Linked DNA regions of Sus scrofa: region 2 is linked to region 1. The links are chromatin contacts, called in public HiChIP or PLAC-seq maps. All regions are on one chromosome and are shown on one strand. Each heading gives the region's core, a stretch centred on a gene start, on an enhancer-like site or on the middle of the called end of the contact. The rest is flanking DNA. Distances are from core to core; before and after follow the strand shown.

Evidence for each region. HiChIP or PLAC-seq counts read pairs in DNA pulled down with a chosen protein or histone mark.
Region 2: an H3K27ac HiChIP or PLAC-seq map of alveolar macrophages shows a contact between it and region 1. The contact joins two enhancer-like sites. A contact is called at or near these places in 19 of 47 Hi-C or Micro-C datasets (alveolar macrophages, blood, brain and 11 more) and 1 of 2 datasets of contacts at active chromatin or transcription factors (alveolar macrophages).

Annotation. Positions count from the first base shown.
Region 1 is chr2:134,342,912-134,346,958 of Sscrofa11.1, forward strand. No RefSeq gene overlaps it. Among named protein-coding and RNA genes, the nearest start is that of CSF2, 9.8 kb to the right of the region's middle. Within about 2 kb of position 2,255, at least 9 of the 83 cell types and tissues checked have an H3K27ac peak or open chromatin away from gene starts, as enhancers often do. A contact at or near this core is called in alveolar macrophages, where this site is marked.
Region 2 is chr2:134,501,080-134,505,058 of Sscrofa11.1, forward strand. P4HA2 (prolyl 4-hydroxylase subunit alpha-2) reads right to left here. Exons shown (of 18, transcript XM_021085438.1): 17 at 3,775-3,871; 18 at 1,131-1,601. The coding sequence ends at 1,531. Among named protein-coding and RNA genes, the nearest start is that of PDLIM4, 53 kb to the right of the region's middle. Within about 2 kb of position 1,867, at least 7 of the 83 cell types and tissues checked have an H3K27ac peak or open chromatin away from gene starts, as enhancers often do. A contact at or near this core is called in alveolar macrophages, where this site is marked.

The DNA of each region.
Region 1 (4,047 bases), core at 1,005-3,504:
GCCCTCAAAAGACAAAAGACCAAAAAAAAAAAAAAAAAAAAGAAAAAAAAAAGAAAAAGAAAGAAAGAAAAAGGAGGCAAGAATGTAAAATCGGAAATGGGAAAAAGTCTCTTCAGCAAGTGGTTCTGGTTAAACTGGACAGCTGCATGTAAATCAATGAAACCAGAACACAACCTCACATCATGCACAGAAATAAACTCAAAATGACTTAAAAACTTAAACATAAGACAAAACACCATAAAACTCCTGGAAAAGACACAGGCAAAACATTCTTTGACATAAACCAAAAAAATGTTTTTTTAGGTCAATATACCACAGAAATAGAAATAAAAACAAAAATAAATAGAAGTTTCCCATTACGGCTCAGTGGTTAACGAATCCGACTAGGAACCAGGAGGTTTCAGGTTCGATGCCTGGCCTTGCTCAGTGGGTTAAGGATCCGGCGTTGCCGTGAGCTGTGGTGTAGGTTGCAGACTCAGCTCGGATCCCGCGTTGCTGTGGCTCTGGAGTAGCCTGGCAGCTACAGCTCTGATTAGACCCCTAGCCTTGGAAACTCCATATGCCGCAGGAGAGGCCCTAGAAAAGGCAAAAAGACAAAATAAAACAAATAAATAAATAAACGTGACAATCAAATCTCTTGCACAGCAAAGGAAACCATAAAAAAAACTGAAAAGACAACCTATGGAATGGCAGAAAAGAGTTGCAAACCATGGAACTATCAAGGGCTTAGTCTCCAAAATATACAAATAACTCATACAACTCAACCGCCAAAAACCGAAATAACCCAATCAGAAAATGGGCAGAAAACCTGAATAGACTTTTCTCCAAATAAGACATACAGATGGCACATGAAAAAAATGCTCAGCATCACTATTAGAAAAATGCAAATCAAAACTACAAGGCAAATCAAGACTACCATCTCACACTGGTCAGAATGTCCATTATTACTAAGTCTACAAATAACAAATGCTGGAGAGGGTGTGGAGAAAAGGGAACCCTCCTAGACTGCTGGTGGGAATGTAAGTTTGTACAACCACTATGGAAAACAGTATGGAGGCTCTTCAGAAGACCAAATAAAGAAGTACCATATGAACCTAGAATAGATTTATAAGGAAATCCTGCTGAATAGCATTGAGAACTATGTCTAGATACTCATGTCGCAACAGAAGAAAGGGTGGGGGAAAAAACTGTAACTGCAATGTATACATCTAAGGATGACCTGACCCCCTTGCTGTACAGTGGGAAAATAATAAAAAAAAAAATTAAAAAAAAAAAAAAAGAAGTACCATATGATCTAGCAATCCTACTCCTGGGAACATGTCCAAACAAAACTACAATTCAAAAAGATACGTGCACCTCTTATGTTCATAGCAGCACTATTCACAATAGCTAAGACAGGCAAGCAACCTAAATGTCCACTGACAGGAGAATGGATAAAGAAGATGTGGTGCATATATACAACGGAATACTACTCAGCCATAAAAAAGAACAAAATAATGTCATTTGCAGCAACATGGATGCAACTAGAGATTCTCATACTAAGTGAAGTAAGTCAGAAAAAGACAAATACCATATGACATTATTTATATGTGGAATCTAAAATATGATACAGATGAACCTATCTACAAAACAGAAAAATTCATAGAGAACAGACTTGTGATTGCCAAGGGGGAGGGGGAGGGAGTGGGATGGACTGGGAGTTTGGGGTTGGTAGATGCGAACTATTACATTTAGAATGGATAAGCAATAAGGTCCTGCTGTATAGCACAGGGAACCATATCCAGTCTTCTGGGATAGATTGTGATGGAAGACAATATAAGAAAGGGAATGCGTGTGTGTGTGTACATATATATATACATGACTGAGTCATTTTGCTGAACGGTGAAACTGATACAACACTGTAAATCAACTACACTTTAACAAAAACTAAAAAAAATTTTTATAAAGTTGCCAGCCAGATATCAAACCATCTGTAACTTGAAACTGGCTATGGTGAGAGAATTTAAACTACTGATATCAGCAAATGCTAGAAATCAGACTCTTTCCTGTGAGAGTCTGTTGTTAAACGTTTGTCAGGTACTGGAGCTTTCTTCTCTTGAGCTGTAAGGAGGTAGCCGCATCCACCATTTTGCTCTTACCTGGCTGTCCCCTCCAGGGTCCCTTTTTGAAGCTCCTGGCCCTTTGTCCTGGCGCTGCACTATTCTCGCTCCAGGCTAGATGGCGCTACATTCCTTTGGTGCCTTGTAGATGAGACATTCAGGGAGCACTGTGTCGGGCCCTCTACTGGACGCTGTGGATATGGCAGTGACTAGACAGATGGCAGGTATCCAGGGAGGATGCTTTAGGCTGAATGGTCTGGGAAGGCTTTTCTGCAGAGGTGACATATAGGTTGAAACCTGAATGACAAGACAGCCGCAACTCCTTCCCCACCCCTGCAGCAATCATGGAGGAAGAGAGGGAGAGAGGGAACAACAGCCAGTGCCTGGAGACTGAAATGGTCTGATAGCACTCAGAGCACAGAAGAGCCCACCACCCTCCCTCAGTTTTTTTCCCTTTCCTCCTCCTTGGTTCCAAGCCCTGTGTTAGTGACCAATGACCGTGGGAGGTGGAGGTTAGAGGTCAGGTCACAGCCCAGACTCCATGCAGAAAGATCAGACGGTATGGGGCGGGAGGTCAGCAGAGGTGGGACCTAGAGCAGGAAAGGGGGAGGGTGGGTGGAGGTGACATGCTTGAGAAAAGGGGTGGGCTTTTTCGGGTTTTCTGGGGGATCTTCATTGCCCTTCTTGTAGATTATCCAGTCTGCTCCAGGCTGAAGTGGGATGGACATAAGCCCTGCCCACTCAGGCACATCCTTGACCCCAAACCCCAGACCTTACCTGGGTCCAGCACAACCAGGAGCAAGCACAGCCCTAGGCTGGGGCCCAGAACCAAGTGGTGCTCAGTTCCAAGTCAAGTCCAGGTATTTCCATGTCATGTCCAGCTGCCTGCAGGTAGAGGGCTGATGACTTCATAACCCAGTGGGAAGCCCTGGGGTGCTCACACCTTTCCAGCCCGTTCCTCCTTAGAGCGTGCCTAGGCTATTCTTGGTGCCAGTTCAATGGGTCCAGTTGCCACTAGGGGGCACCAAAGCCCCATTATAAGTCCCACAATGGCCAAATCCAAGGTGCCTTTTCAGCAGGAAACCAGATATCCAACCAGAAATTTTACTATTTCAATTTCTAACATATTATGGATAAGAATCTTAAAAACTATATATATAATTATATGTGTGAAATTATATCTATGTAATTATATATATAGGAAACTATAAATCATTTTGCTGTAGACTTGAAACATCGAAAATCAACTATACTTCAAATTTTTAAAAACTACTCATTTTTTACTGGGAAGGTAAAATGAGAAAGCATACATGCTCTTTACTGAAAAACTTGGAAATACAGAAAAATAGAGCAGAGAGAAACTGCCAGGAAGGCAAATGCCTGAGAAGAGGACTCAGAGAGGCACTGCCTACTTCCCTGAATGGTGTGAATCTCCTGCTCCAGAAAGAGGCTCAGCTCCTCCCACCTTGGCCTCAAATGTCAAATGCTGAGTCTGCATTTGACTCAGCTCAGCAAAGACCCTGCAGACCTTCCACAGCTTACCCAAGCTGGGGCAGTGGGTTGGGAAAACACTGCGTCAGGCTTCTGGGGGCCTCTTGGCCATGTCCAGGTGGCCCAGTATGGTGTGGTGGGAGTTATTACACACTGAGCGATGGATGGGTGGGTGTGGATCCTGTCAGAGGTGCCTCCCTCAGGAGGTGATGCTCAGAGAGCTTGAGAAAGGAGTAGGAGTTCATCAGGCTGCCAGAGGTGCAGGAGAGGATGTCAGGCAGATGGTGCCGGGAAGCAAGGGTGTGGAGGTCTAAGAGTACAGGGTGAGGGAGTTCCCTGGTGGCCCAGGGGTTAAGAATCTGGCACTGCCACTGCTGTGGAACAGGCTGGATCCCTGGCCCAGGAACTTCTGCATGCCATGGGCACAGCTAAAAAAAAAGGAAAGAATACAGGGTGA
Region 2 (3,979 bases), core at 617-3,116, 160 kb after region 1:
AAGAAAAAGACTTAAATAAACAAAAATGAAACCTAAAGACTAACAAGTATACAAAAAAGTGTTCAATGTCATTAATAATCATGTTAAAATAGGTAATACTATACTTGTAACAAGCAACGTAAAATGCAAAAAAAGTATGACAATACCAGATACTGGCAAAGGGTGGAAAAACAAGAACTCTTATTTACTCCTGGTGGCACAGGAGTACATTATATGGTAAAGTTGAAGAATCACCTACTGCAGCTCAGCCTTTCCACTTCTAGATCTGTATTCCAGAGAAATGTGCTTATGTGCACCAGGAATCATGTCTAAAAATACAACAGCAGCATGATTCATAATACACAAAGACTGAAACCAACTCACACATCTATCAATGGTATTAGCTGTATTATGGTTCTGTCCTTCAAGACACATTAATAAAACTGAACTACACAAATTAATACAAGCTACAGCTCCACCACAACATGGGTGAATCCTAAAAACAACTCTCAAATATGAAAGAAGCCAAACACATACACCCCAAAAAATACTGATTCCACTGCAAAAAGTTCAAAACCAGGGAAAAGAAAAAAACTACTATTTTTATAGGGATGTACACATAGATGGTAAAACTACAAAGAAAAGCAAAGGCATGACTACCCCAAATCACTAGACAATGGTTACCCCTGAGGTACTGGGGGCAGGTCAGAGATGTGATCACGCAGGGACTCACAGGGGGCTCCTGAGGTGGAAATTTGAAGATGATCTCTTCTCTAACCCAGGTGGTGCTGACACGGGGGCTGCTGTGCACTCTCATATTCTTTAAACTGTACATCTACGTATCACAAACAATTCTATGTATCTCAAAAATCTTAAAAAAGAAATTTCAATTTGTAACAGCATCACAATCATGGACATACATGATCTCTATGTTCTCTGAGAGGCAAGGAGAGACAACCTGCCTCACTTTCCAGAAAGGACACTGAAGCCTGGAGGCAAAAGAGTGCTGAAAATGGATCTAGAACCTAAGAGCAGGGTATTGCCACCAAAGTATTCATTACCCAGATTCTGCATGCACAGAGAAGATGCGTAGGAAATGATGAACTTGATAAAAAGCTCCCCATCTCAAAAAATACTTCAAATAAGGCTCCTTAAGGCTTCTGGCAGGGACAATTTATTTTTTGGTTAAAGCCACATTAATAGAAATTCCATAAAAACAAACATGTAAACAAGGTATCAGAACTTTGGTTCATTGAAATATCTCACACCTAAAGCATCTGAGGTACAAAAGCACCTTACTGGGTGCTAGACAGCCTGACTCTGCTGCAGCCACTCCAACACTACCCTTGGACCAGAGATAGCACAGACTGACCGGAGAGACTGGACCCATGTCACTCAGAACCTTCCCCAGTCCACTCTCTGCTCCAGAAACACATTCATGCCTCCAAAGACCCGTGTGACAAGGGCTGGAGCACACAGGGAGGTCTGTCATGTTGAACTTGAAGACAATACGGGCTATGGGGCCAGGAAGGGGAAGGGCAGAAAAGGATGTCAGTCAACTTCTGTTGATCCACATGGCCTCAAGAACTCCTGTCCTCGTTCATGGAACCACTTATTGGAAACTGTGAACAGATAAAAAGTATGTTACCAATCTGTTGCTGGGTAGGCAGCCAAAACATTTTTAAAATTTTTATTGAAGTATAGTTTATTTACAATGTTATAATAATCTCTGCTGTACAACAAAGTGATTCAGTTACACATATACACACATCCATTCTCTTGAGTCTTCAGGATGACTCCTCCACTGAGCCTGGGAATCAGACATGACTAAGACTTGGTCTCAGGCCTCAAGTTGCTTATGAGCTGGTGAGGAAGAAAGATAACTGTACAAAAATCTGTCAGTGACACGCGATATATGTGTGTACATTGCCATGGAAACAGAGCCAAAGGGCACCTAAACATGCTGGAGAAGAGGAAATGCCAGGGCTGGGACAGGAAGCTGAGTAGGAGTTACCCAGGGAAGACGGACAGGGGAGACAGTTTCTATACCAACGGGGTCCAGGCAGTGGGAACAGGATGAGAAAGATATCAAGGCATGAGCCACCCTGGTGTGTGTCAAAGACCCCAACAAGCCTGATGTTATTGGGATGTGGCCTGTGGCAACTGAGAGGCAGGAGATACAGAAGCCTGTCAGGATCATGGAGGGCCTAGATGTTAACCTCAGGAGCTCTGGGCCAGCAGATCAACCTGTGCTGTGGGTAGCAGAGAAGCAGAGCTGGTGCTCGCACTGTCTATCATCTAAAGCTGTGTCTTAAATGCTCAAGAAAGACAATTTCATATAGACTCCATATAGACTCTTTCATAATGTATAAAAAATTGATTTTAATATCCTAATGAAGTCACAGTATTTTTAAATATAATTTATAGCGCTTAATTTTGAAGTAATAGATATACTCAGTTGAAAAAATCAAATCGTGCTACAAGGTGTATAATGATAAATAGCAATCACCTACCTACCCCTTCCCACCACCAACCCCACTTCCACTGAACATTCAACTCCTGTATGTTCATTTATCCTCATTTTTCTAAATAATATACTTACAATGCTATTTCTTGACTTTCAACTTAAGATCTTATATGTTGACAGTCTACCATGGAGAAGTCGGAGAGTTGGAATTCTTTATACCACTCTTAGATACATATTTCCCCTCCCATCTCTCAATACAGTTAAATCACGAGTTCCAGTTAAATTAATATTTAGTATTTCCATTATTATATCACATAAATATTATTCACACCTGAGCTACCTAATAGATTAATACAGTGGATGCCTGAACAACACATCTGAACTGCAAGAGTCCACTTAAATGCAGATTTTTTTTTAATAGTAAATACTATAGTACTATGTGATTCACAGTCGGTTGAATACACAAATGCAGAACCTCGGCTATAGAGGGACCACGTATATGGAAGGCCGAATATAAATCACATGCAGATTTTCAACTAAACAGAGGGTCAACACCCCATACCCCGGCTTTGTTCAAGAGTCAACTGTACTTATATTTCCTTTCTTGTACAACTTTTTTTCCTTTTCTCATTTTCTTTTTCATTTGCTTAATTTTCTGTGGACCTATCACTATTTATCCCCAAAACTCTCCCAGGGGGCTATACACTCTCTTTGTGACCACCCCTGTCACATCCTGGTTCGAGCCTTCCCATAGCTCACCAGGGCTGCTTCCAGAACAAGGCTCAAGTTTCAGCCTCCATGGTTCGGGCCCAGCCACATCTGGGGTTCAGTTTAAGCCTCATCTCTTGATCCCTGTGCCACAGGCCTCCCCGAATACAAGAGGCAAAGGCAGCCAGTCCTTACTCATACCTCTGACGCTGGTTTTAGCCTAGACCTTATTCCACATGTGTTTTGCCTGCGTGGGACACCCCTTCCTATGTCTCCAGTTCTCCCCCACTTTGCCCTCAAATCCTTGCCAGAGTCCACTCTTCCACGGGGTCACCCTGAACCTATGATGCTTGTTCGATATTCTTCCTCAGGGCTTCCTTAGCTCTCTAGGCATCTCTGAGTAAGTTCCCAAACAGCTCTCTTGGCACATAACCAGCTGAGGGGACAGCTACATGGCTGGGTGGGACTACCAGTGAGCAGGAAAAAAAATCCAAAAAACTGTATCTCAAAATGGGAGACAGTCTTGGCTTTGTGAAAATTTGGTAGCAGTTGCCTCCTAGCTCAGAGCCTCAGGCTGACCACTAGAGGCCAGAGGCCAATGCCACACCTCAGCCACTCACCCCACTTGCAGCCCACAAGCACAGGGCAGGCTGCATGCCTCGTTCGGTAGTCACCTTCCCCGCTCCGCAAGAGGTTGTACCAGAATACGGCGGTGCCCTGGAAAGAGAAGGCCTGTCAGACTGCGCCCTGGGATATGTGGCTCAAGGATCTGACCCCGAGTACCACAGAGCCCTCTATGGGCAGAAACACCCTCCCCTTCCCATG